Linked DNA regions of Mus musculus: region 2 is linked to region 1. A link is a contact called in public promoter capture Hi-C data. All regions are on one chromosome and are shown on one strand. Each heading gives the region's core, a stretch centred on a gene start, on an enhancer-like site or on the middle of the called end of the contact. The rest is flanking DNA. Distances are from core to core; before and after follow the strand shown. Region 1 holds the start of Maoa (monoamine oxidase A). Region 2 holds the start of Fundc1 (FUN14 domain containing 1).

Region 1 (4,821 bases), core at 1,027-3,526:
CCCTGGGACCCACGTGGTATTAGGAGGGAACTGAGTCTAGCACACACAAAATAAATAGAAATAAATGTAATAAAATTTTAATTTAGTGCTTCATTGTGTAAACATATTGAAGCTCACAGAACTAACATCCCCATGAATGTTCCAGAATCTTTGCATGTTAAGGCTTACATATAGCTCCAGCTAATAGAGAGCTTAAGGTAAGGTAAAGAAGAGGATCCCTTGAACTACTAGAGGCCAATTCAATCAACACAGTGAAACTATGACACTGCATCTTTAAAAGAAAAATAATAACGAAGGTGTTTTGGGTAGTGGGAGGGATGGAGATGATCGAGATACGTTAATTTGTAAGTATGGAACTTTTCAGCAAATAAAATTATATATATATATATATATATATATATATATATATATATATATATATATATAATTATAATAAATAACAGTGTTTGTTTAAGGATACTAAATTCTCCTTTCCCTCACTAACTCTTCCTCACTCCGTGGCCATCCCCCTACCCCTAGGACCTGGACTCACACTAGAGTAGACCAGCCCCTAACTTGCAATCTTTCTGTTTCAGAATCCAAAATGCTTGGATTACAAGTGTGTGCCACTATGTTTTACACCGCTCCGCATATTTTCTTGTTTTATTTTCACCTTAGGCATCCCTTAGCTTTCCTGTCTAAATCTCGGTAACAATTTGTGATAGCTGAGTTATTTTTTTTCTTGCATAGTTCCTGAGATTGTGGTTAGATATGTTCAGATATAAACACACCAAAGAATTCCAAGAACCTTTCCGTTGGAGTGGCGGTTTGCCCCACCCCACCCCCCCAGGTCGGAGACCCCTGCAGGGCTGCGAGGACAACACCTCCTCGTGACGTCACCAGAGGGCTAAACCAAACTGAGCTGGGTAGAGTCCCCCCATTTCTCCCTTCGGGTTTGTCTCCTTAAAATATAGGCTTTCTTGAGCGCGCCCCAGCTCACATTACTTTTAGATAAAAGAGAATACCGTGAAAGCTTCAGGCTAATAAGACTCATCGTCGCGCGAGCGCTGACGTGGACTCCGCCCACAGACACGCCCCCTCCGCGTCATAGTGGTATCGCCCGGCCTCAACGGGCGGCCTACAAATGAGGCCTGCAGGTGGGAGAGGCGGAGCTGCGCCGCGCTGACGCCGCATCTTCCCGCCTCCCAGTGGGCCGGGCGCGCTTGGGTTAGGCTTCTGAGTGCGGACTGGTAACAAATGGCTGGGCCCTGAAAGCGGAGCGCCCTTGATGGGGGTGGTTTAGGGTAGCCATTCGCGGCTTCCCGCCGCTGTGAGAATTATGTCAGAAAAGAAGGCCTTCCCCCCAGGCAGGGGCGTCACGCGTGGCCGCGGTGGCCGGGGGCGTGAGGTGGATTTGGCCCCCGGAGCCCGGAGTGCCATTTCCCAGACCCACGTGGAGAAGTCCCATGCAGGCAGTAGTAGCTCTGCCAGCTCGTTCGAGTCCTCCCACCCTCTGCGGCGGACCGTCTCCCAACCCCTTCCCTCGACTCGGACGAACGAATCCATTCAGGAGCAGGGGAGTCCTTCGAGTGCCCTCAACATCCCTCAGAGCCTCAGTGATAATTTTGGCCAGAGGAATGCCCAGGGCCTCCGCGTTCACCATCGGGGCGTTCAGGTCCCCACAGTTGCCTCAGACTCCACCCTCCTTAGCTCTTTCTCTCAGCGCATATCCACAGTAGGATCCATCCCAATGCCAGACTCATCCCTATCTGGGCAAAGATTTTCGTTGGCTTCTGTGCAAGTGTCCTCCATGGCTTCTATACTTAGCACTTCTGTTGAGTCAGAACTGGGGTCTATCCCTGCCTCACTGACCAGCACTCCCCAAGGGTCGGCAGTGGAGCCCACTCCATCCCTTCCATCCGTATTGTGTCGCCCCTCCTGGGGATTGGCACCAGAACATCTTATGCACAGAAGCACATCCCTGCCAGACACACCAGACAACTCCCCACTAGAATCGGCAGAAGATTCTCTCAGGCATTCTGTATCAGCCTCTTCTTGGTTATCACCATCAACACTTTCCGCTCCCCGTGACGAATCCCTGTTGCCTATGTCACTCGATAGTCCTATATCCATATCTCCTCCACTGTATGATCAAGGGCCCGCTCCTTTCCATGCCTCTCAAGTGCCTATGCTAGGGCCATCCCTGCCCTGCGTATGGGGCTCTCCCTGGGTATCTCAGCAAGGATCAGCTCCGCCCCTGAGCGCTCCCCTAGCTTTTGCACAAGAGCGCGCTCCGCCTTCAGGGCCGGGCTCTTCCCGGGTATGGATAGATACATCAGCTCCGCCCTCGGACTTCAGTCAAGGGGCGGTACAAGGGTCTGTTCCACCCTGGGCGGTCCCCCCTTTTAAACCCAAGTCTCGGGAGAATTTTACCCAAACCATGACGGATCTGGAGAAGCCCAGTATCACAGGCCACATGTTCGACGTAGTCGTGATTGGAGGCGGCATCTCAGGTTAGTTTGGATCTTTAATAGTAGCATAAGGGGCCCTAGATGACCAGGGGTAGGGAACTTGCAGTGTCCCTGTTGTGTTTGGGAGGGTCTTTCTCCTCCGTGTGAGTGTTAACTATAACAGGGCCCCAGATCCTGCCAGATGGGAGCAGGGGCTTGTCCCTTTGCATACACTGGTGGAGGGAGGCAAAATAATTTGACTCCTAACTACTTAATACTAATGATTAATTAGCTCTTGTTTTGCAATTACATTTAGCAGATTACATGAGTTTCCCCTGTCTTCAACAGTGTGGTGGGTTGGCAACACATTTGCTATTTTACAAAACCAAGCAACTGTGGCTTAAGAGTTTCAGTAACTGTCCTGGTGTCTGAATACCTCCCTGGGAAGCCACAGACCTGTTTTCTCCCATTTAAGACCTTCACTTCCAATTCTATAGGTGGTTGCTTAGCCTCCCTGACTTCACATCCTCTCCTCTGAATAGCACAACAGCCAGTCTATGTATGTACTACTGAAGTAGTAGTAGGATTAGTTCAGTTCAGTTCTTCTCTGAAGCACCATTGCTTAGAAAGTGAGTAGGTAAAAAAAAAAAAAAAAATACGGAGACAGCATCTTTTAGAAAAAAGTAATTTTTTTTTTAAAGAGCTGGAAGTTTCAACGTATTCCTGCTGGGTTTTTTTCAGAACTTGTATAAAAGTGTAGTGAATTGTTCAAAGGGAATCTCTTGTATGCTTTTGCTGAGAGCTGCACTGTCTAAATCTTGTCCTGTGGTATTGGCTTAAATGGCTCATCAAGTAAGGGGAAGATGAAATTTTTTTCTCTATTTTCCTGGAGACCTCATAAATATATGTATATTAAATTGCCACCTATATTGTCATTGTAAAAATTTAGGAGTTATTCTTTGTCTCTAGGTAGAAGTCCAAGCCCTTTCTCTCAAGTGTTAATAATTTCAGAGATGTGTGCAAGATATAATTTAGAGGGAGAAAGACAGTAGGAAGGAGTAAATAGGGTGCCCCCACAGTATCTATTTTAATATATGTTCCCTTTGAGTAGACCATAAACGTGCTTATATAGTTATTTTAGATATAGGTAGCTTTGGACTCAGCCTGTTCAGGATAAACAGTCTAATTATCAGATTGGTATGGACTGTTCCTTTGGCTATCCTAGCCAGTGGCAGCAAGTAATAGGCCTGTGTGTTGCAGTATCAGAAGGAAGCAAATCCTTGTGGACAGTAAGAAAAGGGAACATATATCCTCCCTTCCTTCCTTCCTTCCTTCCTTCCTTCCTTCCTTCCTTCCTTCCTTCCTTCCTTCCACACTTGTTGAGTGCCTACAGTTTAGTGGATTGGTGTTTTCAAAAATCTGGTTCCTTTAGGCAATTACCCTAGAAGCAATGTGGTTGTTGATCATTGAAGTAGAAATATGATGATAATTTGTAGTATACATCGATTAATGCTATACCACAATTTGCTGTTTTGCTGGAATTTTATTCTTTTCCTTTTCTTGGTTTGTCCCCAGTGTTCCTTAAAGAAAGCTTTGTCTTTTAAATTGTTTTTGATGTTGGTCTAGCCTTTAATAGCTGAACTATTTCTCCAGCCTGCCTTTTTAAAATTTTTATGAGACAGTGTCTCATGAATCTCAGGCTGGCATCCAATTTAACATGTAGCTAAGGATGAACTTTGATTTCTGATTCTCTAGCATCTACTTGCCAAGTGCTCAGATTGCAGATGTGGGATATTATGCCTGCCTTATGTAGTACTGGGGATCAATGCCAGGGCTTCTTTTATGCATGGTAGGCAAACATTCTATCAAGTGAGCTATATCCCCAGCCACATATTTTGTTTTTCTTTTGTCTAATTGCTTGGTCTTTCTTCCTTTTCATACTTGACTGTTCATATTTAGATATCAGCAGAGTGTATTTATCATGTAGCTGATGAACCTTAAAACTCTAGGTCCGTTCTGATTCTCATTCCAAATACCAGCTCTATACTAAGTCATGTAAAACTTTTGCTTTCTTTTGTTTTGTGGTGGTGGTGGATTAACACAGGGTCTCATATAGCATAGGCTGGACTTGAAATTTCTGTGTACTTAGAATGGCTTTGGGCTTCTAATCCTCCTGGCTACGCCCCACCAAGTACCTGGCGTATTGATTTTTTATTTCTTAAAGAGAGCATCTAAATTATATGAAGTGCCGCAAAAATTCTGTATTTATTCTTGGGAATTATTAGTACATTTCAGGGGAGGAGGGCATAAAGAACTTCTTTTCTCTCAATAATTCACGTGCTTCTTTAGTCCAGACACAAACTTTCAGTTCACCAGCAACAGTGGAACTTGC
Region 2 (4,821 bases), core at 1,630-4,129, 950 kb after region 1:
GTGTTAAGTTAGGTTTATGCCTATATTAACTGTTCCTCTTTTATGCCACAATATCACATCAATGTTATATCCTAAAAAGATTTCAAATGTTTTCTACTCTGAATCTAAACTACAGTTCAAATCATTCCAACAAATCACCTATGTAGCTGGCAATATCACTTAGAGTTAGAATGCTTGCAAGGTCCTGAATTTGTGCCCACATAAAACAAAAACAAAAACAAGCCACCTGAATATAAGTGTCCTATTACACAGACCAGGTCATAGAGAGAGTTGAGCAGGTCAAAGCACTTGCTACCAAGTCTAAAGAGCCCAGTTTGATCCCCAAAACTCACATGGTAAAGATCAAACTCCTACTAGCTGTCCTCTGACCTCCACATATATACTGGGACACATCTGTGCCCCCCACACAAATAGATGGATGTAAAAAACAAATACCCACAAACTATTACATAGCTCCTGGGTTGAATACTTGTCTGATACTGACAATCCAAATGTATTACTACTGTTGTTGTTGTTATTATTATCAAGAATATGGTTCTTATACAGGAGTCAGTAAGGAAGAACAAAGAAAAAAGCAAGTAGTGAGGTCTTCATTAAACCCCAGGTTGAATGCTACAGCTACACAAGCTGTGTACCAGTCACTACTAACTTCTGCTCTGCCATTAGGGTTTTCAGGAAGACCTGGCAGTTATGGGCCTTCTTAGCAGGTTAGGTCTGTAAGAAGAAAATGTGCAACGATCTGGCTTTCCGCCATGATTCTCACTAACCAATCACCTCTGGCACCAAATTATAAATGCATTTAAGGGGGCAGAGTTGTAATCATCCTACAGTGAATCATCTAATTGACCGAGGCCCTGAGCAGAAATTTCCCTTCTAACTGTATGATTTTTCAATAAAGCAGTATTAATACTGTGCCTGTGCTCCATGGAATCTTCACCATAATTGTTCTTTGTTTGTTTTAAATTATGAAATGGCATTTACAAGAAGGCATGGGGCATCATTATTCCGAGGTTCATGGAAAACACACATGAATAAATGTCATTTTCCCATGCCAAGAGGAAGTATGTAAATATTTTAATTAGCACAAGATGAATTTACCTTAAATGTAAAGAAAAAAAATGCTTACAACTTAATCACTGTCACTTCAAAAAAAAAAGAGTCATCAACATATTTCAAAATACTGAACTGTTTCTGCCCCTTTTTATCTGGTTAATATTTTATTCCAAAAATAATAGAATTAAAATACATGGTAACAACAATGTAAATATGTGCTTACATGAGCTGTTGCTTGATTAATGGTTATTAGCCACTCCTTATTGTACTCCAAATTATTGCATAATAAGTAATCATTGCATTAATTCTAAAGCAAAGGCAATCTTCTCAGATCTTCTTCAAAGCACTATCATAATCAGAACCAGTACACAAAAAATGTAGAATCTGATGCATCATTGTGAATAATTTTTACAGACCATTAATGCTTCTATGTACAGAGCTGAGAATCTTAGAGGCTAGTTCTGCAATGGGAGTTCTCATGTTTTTTCCAGTTATTGGCACTGAATAGCAAGTAACAACTTACTTATAATTAACTTGCTTAAGTTGAAAATTTGTTAATGAATTAAAGGAAGTGTAAAGGGTGGAAGTGGAACTATGGTGGGCCTTTGACAGAGGGAAATCATCAAAATCCAACCAGGACTATCTGAAGGCTGATACAACCAATAAGATCCGGGAAAAGCCCCAAAGTTGTGTTCTTCTGGAATTTAAAAGTGGGGAGCCACTGAAGATTTATGGAGGCTGTGCCATTTACAAAAGGACAAGAGCCAGGTTCCCACTAAAATTTAATGAAAAGAATGTTCTCACCAGCCAGTCACGCCACCCATTACAATCTGAGTAGCTACTGAGTATTTTTCTACCATAGGTCCGGAACTGTGGCCAAATACTCGATTCCACCAGTGGTGTCTTCTTGCATATTCAGTTAAATCCAACACTTCGTATGATTCGTCATCGCTTTCATAGTCTTTAAAAATACAAAATGGAAAAAAAAAACATTCATTCTACAGTCTGAAACGTCTCACAAGCTGTTTTCATAAAACCTGTGGGCCAACACACTGTCATGTCTGGTCTACAACTAAAAAGGCCCAGATGTAAACGAAGGAGCGTGATTAACTCGATCTGGGAGACTAGGGCCTCAAGCATAAAGGGCCTAGCAACAGCATCGGCATTTCCTTTCCCAAGGCTTAGGGACACGCAGCCAGAGGCCAGTTGAATTACAAAGCAGTGGGCGGTCACCCGCACAATGAGAATAAGGTCAGGGCAGGGTACATTTCCATCTGTGGGAAAAGGGGGCGAGGGGATGATCCTTCCATGAAAGGAAAAGTCAGGAACCTAGCAAGAGGAAATCAGAGCAGGACTAAAACGCAACCAACCATGGAAATCAACCCGCCAACCCTCCTAATTTTGCAAGATGGAGAAGGGCTCGAGGTGGGGGCAGGGCAGGGCAGGGTCTAGCCTTGGTTAGGTGTAGGTGAGCATGCTAAATTCCGCAGAGAGGGAAAGGAGACCTCTGGTTCAAAGGGGCTCTCGCAAAGGGGCTGTACAGCGACAGAGCCCCAGAAACACTGGAGGAGGGAAAGGGAGAAACACCATAGCAATAAAAGGTCGAGTGCTGTGGGCAGCGTCCCAGAGACTACTTCGGGCCCTGGCTGCTCACCTTGGGGAGGGGGGTTCCGGGATGCCATGATACCGCCAGCGGCCAGTTGGGGGTGGTCCCTGCCCGCCTCTCCCCACCACTTTAAAGGACGCTCTAGGCCGAGTTGGAAGTCTATGGTCTCTCTTTTTTCCTCAGCCTCCTCCTCGCCCCGCCCACACAGTCGCGTCACCGCCACTCTTCCCTGTACACGACCTCCAACAATTTGTGCGCAGCCGCAAGGCTTGGGACTTGTGATGGAATAGCTGAGTCCCCGCCCTCCTATTGCTTATGGGAAATGTAGTCCGTGCTCTTTTCCACTGTAGCCTGGGCATTACCCCAACCTGCTCTAAGTTTCTAAGAGTTTTTTGTTGTTTTGTCTTATTTTTGTTTTTGCTTTTTGGTTTTTTTGTTTGTTTGTTTTTTACGCTAAAGGAATGGAGGGAGGAGCGGCTAAGGGTAATAGAACAAGATAATCAGTTTAGTGTTGGCAGACTGTTCTTAACAAGTCTTTAGTCAGGATGCTTCAACGAAGCTGTCTTTCTGATTAGGTGTTCTTTTTTCAGGCCCTATCTTTGGCCTTTAGTTCTTTCAAGAATTCTGTTGGCTTTAACAGAAATTTCAGGCCCACTTCTTGCTTGATGTCTAATAACCCAGTCATTCTCCAGTAAGAACCCAATTAAACTAGCTCAGCAATAAACTCCCTTGATGTCTCCTCTTGGTAGGACTCTACACTTCGACCCCCTCAGATTATGCACTATAAATCTCCAGCTTTTTGTTGTTGTTGTTGTATCCCAAATTAAAATAGACCCACTATCTATTTTAACAAGTGTCAGGGCAAATATTTTAAAGGTTTTTTTTTTTAATGAAAAAAAATTTTAATTAGATATTTTCTTTATTTACATTTAAAATGTTATCCCCTTTCCTGGTTTCCCCTCTGAAAACCCTCCTCCCCCTATCACTTCCCCACTCCTCCAGCTCACCAACCCACCCACTCCTGCTGCCTGGCTCTGGCATTCCCCTATGCTGGGGCATAGAGCCTTCACAGGACCAATGGCCTCTCCTCCCATTGATGACTGACAAAGCCACCCTCTACTACATATGCAGCTGGAGCCATGGTCCCTCCATGTGTTTTCTTTGGTTGGTGGTTTAGTCCCTGGGTATCCTGGGAATAGCGGTTGGTTCATATTGTTGTTCCTCCTATGGGGCTGCAAATGCCTTCAGCTCCTTGGGTCCTTTCTCTTGTTCCTCCATTGGGGACCCTGTGCTCAGTCCAATGAATGGCTGTGAGCATTCACTTCTGTATTTGCCAGGCACTGGCAGAGCCTCTCAGGAGACAGCTATAACAGGCTCCTGTCAGCAAGCACTTGTTGGCATCCAGAAAAGTGTCTGGGTTTGGCGACTGTATATGGGATGGATCCCCAGGTCACATTTTTCTCAAACTGCTGAGGGCTCTAGTTTTTTTAGTGCCCTGTTAGTCGAGCAGACTTTTGCTTGTATTTTTGGTTGGTTGGTTATTTTTAGACAACATCTCACATAACCTAAGATTCTCTGGAACTCCCTATGTAGAGCACGCTGGCCTCAAACTTACACAGACCTACTTCCCTCTGCCTCTCCAGTATTAGGATTGTTTGTTTGTAAACATGGTCACACTATGTAGCCCAGGCTGGCCTCTGATGCTGGATTCCTCTGTCTCACTCTGCCCAGTGCTGTGATTACCGACATTCACCACAAAGCTGTGATTTTAAGAATTGTTATTATTTGAATGTGAAATAGGGATAAAGTCTGTTTTTTTACCACAAATTTCCATGGATTCTGTAGAATATAAAAACATGTTGGATACCAAAGAACTAACCCAAGTTCACATAAATCAGCACCAAACTTATTTTAAATATGCATTCTAGCCCTTCCGGTCTGCGGCAGCTCCATCACCTTGGGCTCGAACTCCGAAGACAGTCCCACAGTCCCCAAAGGACTCTCCACACGATCTTAGGATCACTGGTGAGTGGAAGACAACATCAGTTCCAAACCAATCTTGATGGGCCTGTGCCAGCAGCAGGGGCGCAGGAAACCCACTTGACCAGGGGCTCAAGTCCCTTCTGGTCAGTGCCAGCTCCAAGCCACCTTGGGCACGAACT

What was found. Promoter capture Hi-C pulls out the DNA fragments that hold promoters and counts their contacts.
Region 2: a promoter capture Hi-C map of erythroid cells shows a contact between it and region 1, with 38 times the contacts expected there. The contact joins the promoter of Fundc1 here to the promoter of Maoa in region 1. A contact is called at or near these places in 4 of 39 promoter capture datasets (cranial neural crest, erythroid cells, liver and 1 more), 3 of 484 Hi-C or Micro-C datasets (CD4 T cells, CD8 T cells and uterus), 3 of 115 datasets of contacts at active chromatin or transcription factors (astrocytes, double positive thymocytes and microglia) and 2 of 9 other capture datasets (adipose tissue and liver).

Annotation. Positions count from the first base shown.
Region 1 is chrX:16,617,422-16,622,242 of GRCm38.p6, forward strand. It overlaps Maoa (monoamine oxidase A), which reads left to right and starts at 2,277. Exons shown (of 15, transcript NM_173740.3): 1 at 2,277-2,492. The coding sequence starts at 2,420.
Region 2 is chrX:17,569,446-17,574,266 of GRCm38.p6, forward strand. Fundc1 (FUN14 domain containing 1) reads right to left here and starts at 2,880. Exons shown (of 5, transcript NM_028058.4): 1 at 2,708-2,880; 2 at 1,858-2,014. The coding sequence starts at 2,735.